2 separate regions of the Lactuca sativa genome follow, and region 2 is linked to region 1. The links are chromatin contacts, called in public Hi-C maps. All regions are on one chromosome and are shown on one strand. The core of a region is the stretch at or near the end of the contact, and the rest is flanking DNA. Distances in the headings are between cores, read along the strand shown. Region 1 holds the start of LOC111898712 (protein NETWORKED 1A). Region 2 holds the start of LOC111898710.

Evidence for each region. Hi-C and Micro-C count contacts between places; a contact is called where the count stands out from the background.
Region 2: a Hi-C map of leaf shows a contact between it and region 1, with 3 times the contacts expected there. The contact joins the promoter of LOC111898710 here to the promoter of LOC111898712 in region 1. A contact is called at or near these places in 3 of 4 Hi-C or Micro-C datasets (bud and leaf).

Annotation. Positions count from the first base shown.
Region 1 is chr7:106,243,607-106,247,492 of Lsat_Salinas_v11, forward strand. It overlaps LOC111898712 (protein NETWORKED 1A), which reads right to left and starts at 1,446. Exons shown (of 4, transcript XM_023894586.3): 1 at 1,182-1,446; 2 at 295-434. The coding sequence starts at 397.
Region 2 is chr7:106,569,203-106,572,990 of Lsat_Salinas_v11, forward strand. LOC111898710 reads right to left here and starts at 1,905. Exons shown (of 5, transcript XM_023894583.3): 1 at 1,573-1,905; 2 at 934-1,035; 3 at 262-406; 4 at 139-188. The coding sequence starts at 1,659.

The sequences.
Region 1 (3,886 bases), core at 196-2,695:
ATTATCTAACTATTTAGAGATCAAATAATCAGTTTGATTATCGCTTATTTTATTAATCAATTATTTAAATAATCAGAATTTCCCAAATAATCAAACACCGCATTAAGAGTTCATTTCAAATAGTACCACTTTATTATATTTATCAGATCAGATTGTGGTTGTTCAATATCTGTCGGTGGAAAGGAATGCGATTCAAACAAGTACCAAAATTATCTTTCATTTACATAAGCAATCAATCAATCATTCATCAAAAATAGATAAAAACAAGAAATAAGATGACAAATCACTCCATACCTGTAAGATTCTCTTGAAGCCATTTTGAATTTTTAGGGCTAATATGGCTGTCCCACCACCAAGAATACAAACGCCTTGACTCTGAATTTATCATGCAGGCCATCACTCCAGCACGGAAGAAAAAGGCAGCTGATTTGGATCTTCAAATCCCAGGAAAGTAGATCAGGGCCACAATCAAATTTTTTTTTATCTTTTTTCTTTTTCACAAAAAGTAGGGCTACTTCGCACCTAAAAACGTCGGTTAATTAGTAAAGTTAGACAACCACAAAAAGTGGAATTAGGGTTATATCAACATCCGAGTAGATTACAATAATTACATTCTATAAATCAAGCAGAAATTGGGGGTTTATAAGGAAAAAGAAACTCCTCGATTGAGTTGTAACACTCGAGTAGCTGTGAAACCTCTTAATCTGAACACAATTACGTTAATTACACAATAGTCTCTCAGGTGGGTGTTTGAAACCATTAGGCAAGATATCGTTTTCAAGCCATCTAACCAAAAAAAAGTAGAAAAAAATAGTATGAAATTAATTGAGAAAATGGCAAAATCAGTCGAAATATTTCAACAATCTGATGGAAAGAAAGACAATTTATGCAAATGGGATGTTTTTTAAAGAAAAGATTCATATTTATTCTTTCAAAAACGTGTCGACGTGGGATGAAATGATGAAATCGAAAATTAAACCTAAATTAATTGAAATGGGGGAGACAAAAACATCAACAAAAAAACATTTAACCAAAACCCAGATGAGTTAGATTAGCATTACAAAGAAAGAAAATGAAGTAAAAATCCAAGAAGAAAAAACAAAATCTCGGTTCTCAAAACAGTAAGTGCTAAGGGGTATGAGAAATCAAGATTATCAAGCAACAAAGATCGATAAACTTACAGAAAAATGAAATCTTGCAAATGGGGTTCTGGATTCTGATCTGCAGTTGTAACCCTTCACCCCGTAGAACGGAATTTCCTCTGTCTCTCAACCCATTCGCTTCTCCCACTTTCTCTCTCTAAAAACTCTGACATTCAACGGTAGGTTTTCTTCTTTAATTGACTATTGGGTCATCTTGTTTCTAATTTTATTGCAGACATACAGTGTGAGAATGACTCATGGACTGTAAAAAGCAATAAGTGGGAAACGTGAAGGTTTCTACTAAATGTGTTAGTTTATTGGGGGGCTCGAATCTCGCACATAATAAATGGTAAAATACTCAAACTTAATGATTTTGTCCATTATAAGCATGTTTCTTCAAAATCATATTTCTTATCCCATCCCATCCATAAATATAATATAATTTTCTGTGTTTATAAAAGATATAACAAATATTATGAATATCCCGTCCATAAAAATCATACATTTTCTGTGTAAGTATATAATAAGATATAATAAATATTATTGACTACAAAAAGATATTGTATTGAATTCTTAAAAAAAAAAAAAATTAGAGTTACATAAAAATTGGTCCCTTGAGTGTTAGATAAGTTTACTTAAAGTCATAATGTGTTTGTTTGCTTAAACTTGCATTGATCGTACTTATGTTTCTTATTCCTAATGAAACGGTTCCTAGGTTAATGTCGGATGAACTATATCTTGTATGAAAAAGGTATTTCAACGATTTTAAGCACTTGCCTTTAAATGGTACTAATAAATTGCAGCACAATTAAATTGCACCTCAAACAAACCGACATATAGTTATGATATAAAGGCTAGCCCCATGCGAAAGAAACACATGTGGTGCACCTCAATGCCATAGATCGTCCCTACATTGATGAAACATATTAGGCCAAATGAGATGTTAAACTAACATATAGAAATGTAATTTACAAATGAAACTCCCAGAAAGCATACATAGTGCAATTGGGACTTTCATTTGTAAATATTCATATGGTAAATGGTTATAATATTCTTTACAAGCATAACTACTTAAAATAAATTTGTCATCTCAACTTAATGTACAAAGTGTATCGTGTTTATAAAACTTGTCATCATTCATATGTTGATCAAGAGAATATCAACAAAAGTTGCCCGACTCGTAATTTTATTATAGATGAATAGATAAATCCTATCTTTGGATTTGCCCACTAATTAGTCACATAGACAACATGGAAAGTTGAATTATAATGTCCTAATGCGATGAAAGTGATGTCTAAGAGCATCCATAATGGGGAGTTGAATGAGATGTCATGTCTATTTATCATTCAATGGATACAACTCTACCATTGTGAAATGTCACATTGACATTCAATGGATTTAAAGTTCAATGATCATTGAACTCTTCAATAAAAAAAATGAAAGTCTTTAAATCTTTAAATAAATATTTTTTTAATATGTTCTATTGAACTTGTAGACTTTAATACATTATGGGATAAAAATGAATAGAATTGTATGGAATAATGAATGATGATGTGACACTCCATTAAACTCTATAGAATTCAATGCATTATGGATGCCCTAAGGTACAACCTCTTAGCCTAATAAATCTATAAAGTTTTTTTAGTGTGTTTCTTTGTATTTATACTTTTCGCCCGTAATAATAAAACTTTAACCGTATTTTGTCTCAATTGTTCATTAGTTTACATGGTGTCAGGGTCATTTACGTTCATTCTTTATGATTGTTGGGGTCGACTTGTACGTAGGGATGTGGTATTCCGCGGGTTGAAAATTTTGGCGATTTTTGGTATGATTTTTTGATTCGTTATTATGTTTGGCGATTTTGGGCATAAATATTTAATGTGTTTTTGTCGTTCGTTCTAACAATTTTGGGTATGATTTTCTTATTATTTTATGTATTATGTTTGTTTTGATTAGTTTGATTTTGTCGATTTTAAGGGCTCTGATTGTTGCTATTTTTTCGTTCGTCTGTCATTAATATGATCGGTTATGATGGTTTCAGTAGTTTTGTTTGTTTATCGCATTTATTGTTGGTTTTCTAAATGATTTGTTTGACTGATATTGGCAATATGGCTCCTAGAAATGATTTGCGTTAGTCCATTAGTACCCAACTCAATAGCAAGAACTATGTCTACTATAGTTATGTTATGAAGAACTTTTTGTAGGGGAAAAATATGTAGGGAATTGTGTCAGATACAAAGGACAAACCAATGAATCAGAAGGCTGCAAATTATATAACCTTATTGGACTTGTGGGAGACCAATAACTCCAACATTATCACTTAGATTAGCAATTATGTAATTCGGTTTATTGTCACACAATTGGTAAAGTATGATATATCGAAGGAAGTATAGGATCACTTGGATAGATTGTATACATAGTCTAACTTTGCAAAACAGTATCAGTTATAGTTTGATATTCAATTCATCCAACAGAACAGTTTAAGTACTCAGGAGTTTTATTCATCTATGTATGATTTGTGGTATCATGTTAGGACATGAAAAGCTTGATTTGACATGCGGAATAATAAGAAAAAAATTGAGACGATGATTTAGGTGCTAAAAGACATTATCGATCATAGTGAGGAGTTGCAAAATGTATGATCTAGATATAGTTCTAAATAAATAACTATACTCATAACTCTCATTGATTACATCTCTCAAGCATACTATACAATGAATATGACAATCAATATTTATAAAGGT
Region 2 (3,788 bases), core at 655-3,154, 330 kb after region 1:
ATATATATAAATAGGAGCAAAGCAGCCATTCTCAGATGGGTTTAGGACAAAATCCAAACCACAGGGATCAAAAAAGCAAGAATATCCATTTTTGGAGCATTCGTTTCTAATAAGAATAGTCTGAGAATTCCAAGGCACCTTTCTCTTTTTGTTTGAGCGCTTTTTGAGATCTTTGTCCTTCTTATTATCTGCAACAAGGGGCAATAAGATTATGTATATAAAGGACTTCAGGTATTGTAAATTTGTAATGGACATAAATACCCTTCTTCCTCTGAGTAGATTTAATTTTAGAGTGGTTTTTGCCATGGGCAAGCTTGCTTGCCCGTTCTGCATCTAGTTGAGCTCGATATTCCCGCATCATTCTATCTTTGTCAGCTTCTAACTCCCCCTTTTTAATTTCTTCTTCCTAACAAAAACAAATTAGATATTTTCCTATCTATATAAATATAATCACTCCACAGTAACACTTAACTCTATCTCATTAACAGTCATAGATGAGGAGGTGCCATTAAAGCAACAACACAACAAACAAAGGAAAATCAAATCTTTGAGAGGCTTCCCAGTATATTAATAATTAAATAGCTTAATCCTATGAATGTTTCTTTTCCATTTAATGCATACAGAACGTTCTAACTGTTTACAAATTGTCCCTTACTTTATTTTTTCATTCTGTTTTGTTTTCCCAATTGCTTGTCCAATATCATTTAACGGGAAAAAAAAAAAAAAGAAACAAGTTAAAATGAATAAGTGAATGTCTTTGTTCGGGAAACCATAACTTTGAAACCAAACTACCATGTCTGTCAATTTCAACAAGAAAAAGCAATACGTATTGATGATGAATAAGAACTAGATAGTGGTATATTTATCATTTGGAGATCTACACTACATACACTCTACAGAGGAGAGGAGTCAAAAGTGAAGATAAATAGTTACCTTTTGCTTCTTTTTGTACTCTTCCCAAGTAACTGTATGTGAAGTTTTGAGGCTGGCCAAACGAGCTGCATGCCACTCTGGTGAATGAAATGAACCATCCACCTGCGACTCTCTTAATCAGAAAGGGTACAAATTCAAACAAAACTGACTATAAAGCTTTGCAATTCCTAAAATATTCTGTTCCAGACATCAAATATGAAAGAAATTATAAAATGAAGCCATTAGACAAAACCAAACAATAAAAAAACATGTTTGTATTGTTTCCTGCCTATTCAGATTTATCCAAAGTCATCAGAATCATATTTGAGCATCTATTATTTCAACTTACATCTTCACAATCACAACTCTATGCCTAAAGGTTGGACACACAAAAATCAATTAGCAGGCTTAATCACCATGTTAAAAGAGTATTTACCTAACCCTTATCAGTCATTGAGCTAAAAAGTAAGCGATTCTAACAAAGAGAAACAGGGAATTAGGCTCTAGAGAAGTCACAACCCCCTGCCTCTTCTCATCCTCAACCAAAGATTTATTGGTTACGATATCATACCACGAGTTAACATGTTTCTTCGTCTGAATACTGTGCACAATGAAAATAACAACAAATCCACTGAAAATATGATATGGAAGGGTACAAACCATGCCGTCATCCACATCATCGGGGCCGCCTGAGGTAGATCCGACCCTTGATCTCTGCATCGCCTTGTACGCCTGATTCTTCCCCATGTCCCTTTATATTGATTTGAGCCCCCAAAACTAATAGGAATAATTGAAGAAGAGTAGGAAATATCGGTTTGGGAGTAACAAAAGAAAAAAAGGTTGAAGCTGTGGTGGATAAATTTAAGTGTTCAAAACCCCCAATTGAAGAACACGAAGAAAGGGATTGCAGCGAGCCATGAATATGAAGTTATGTTGGATAATAAAGGAAAAGAAATGCGAACACCGTATTTTAGTGGATCCGGTTAACAACAAGATATATAAACCTAAACCCCCTTGGCCTATGCCCTAAGGTGCCCAAATGTCCAAGCCTAAGTTTTTATTAACGTGGGGGAAATGACTTACCAGGAAAATGATGTTTCAAAATTGTTTAAAACCTATGGAAGTTTTGTTTATATAAAAAAAACATCCAACTAAAGGTTTTATACAAAAAAATATTAAGAAAATATAATTTTTGTTCAAATCCTATCTAATGATAACCGATTCTTATCGATAAAATGACGACTTTAATTAAAGATTCATGAGTTGGTCTAACAAATAATAACATGGCATAAGAGTAGGTGAGATGACATTTATTAATATATTTGTCTTCTTTTAATCGAATTAGGGCTAGCAGCAGGAATGACTTAGGATTTTTCTTCTTTTACTTTATCTACTTCTACTTCTTCGATCCTATCATGGCTTCATCTTCTACTAAATCCATAAAATGGCTTGTGAAACATGAAGTCTTTTTTTTTGTATGTAGAAGGAATAATCATGCTTTGCCTGTTTAAAAGTTGGAAAATCTTTAGCTAAAGAATAATCACCGGTTAAATAGTGTACAATTTTCACATGGGAAGGAAAACCTTTTTCTACTAAAGAATAAAGATAATAATGGGAGGGAGATTATTGGAAATACGGATGTTGGGGCAGTGTTATTCAGCTTTCCTGATTTTCGGCAACATTTCTAGATCACCTTGGAAGTTTCTCGTGCTATTGTGAATTGGTGGAATTTGTTCGGTTACAATCAAGGTGTGGGATCTTGTATCGAACGTTCATGAGGATGTTTTTGTTAACGGTTAAGGTTCGACATTTCGTTAAATTTGTTAATGCCTCACCCTTTGGGTAAGGATGTGTGGACGAGATGATGTAGTAGATCTAGAGTTGAGTATGTGTCGCCACTTGGGGGAGTACATTGTAGTAGTGTCTCGATTATGGATAGGAGGGGTACAAGTAGACTGAGTAAGATAACTTGATACCTCTTGATTAGTACCCATTTGGAGGTAAAAAGTCCATACCTTGGCTTTCCGTTTCTTAGATCTCTTATTTTGTGAGTTTATGGGTATTTTGGTGCAAAATGAGGGCCATTTTCGGGTTGAGCTTGTCCAGGGGGAGTAGTTGTAGATCCGGACTCCTCTAAGCCCTCGTGTGCATAAAGCTCAAGCTTTATGAAGCTTTAATCCTTCTTCATGCCCTAAACCCCTTCTTGAGCATATTTTTGGGTATTCTAGCCTTGTGAGGCCTTGCATGATCGTAAAGTTAGCAACTTTACGTGGTCACTCCATGATAGGAGGTTAGATCTGGAGTTTTGAGCATTGGAATCGACCGAAATGAGAATTTACTAAAGAACTCAACGAGTTTGACATCCAACTCGACGAGTTGAGAGGGTTTTTCATGTCTGTGGATTTAGAGTGAACTCGACGAGTTATTGGGACAACTCGACGAGTAGCTGGGGTTTTCCTAGTCTTCTGGACACCGTGCTGACTCGACGAGTTTGTGAGACAACTCGGCGTGTTGACTCGAGTTTTCCCGATTTTTCCTGAGAATAGAGGGAACTCGACGAGTCGCATAGATGCACTCGGCGAGTTGGGTTAACATGGATTGTTGACTCGGGCGACTTCCATTGATTTTTAGGGTTTGGTTAAGACATGAGTGAGGAGACCATGGAGGGCTAAAATAGTCTTTCACCCTTTCTGAGAGTGAGGAAAGAGGTTAGCCTAACTTTGTAAGAGTTGTGATTATAAAGTATTAATTAGAGATAATAATATTATGTAGGCAGAGTCTAGACTGTGTAAGTCCCCAAAAATGTCTGTGTATCAATCATATCCGTTTGATGGTGCGGAATCCCAATCAAACGGATGATGTCATATCAAATAGAA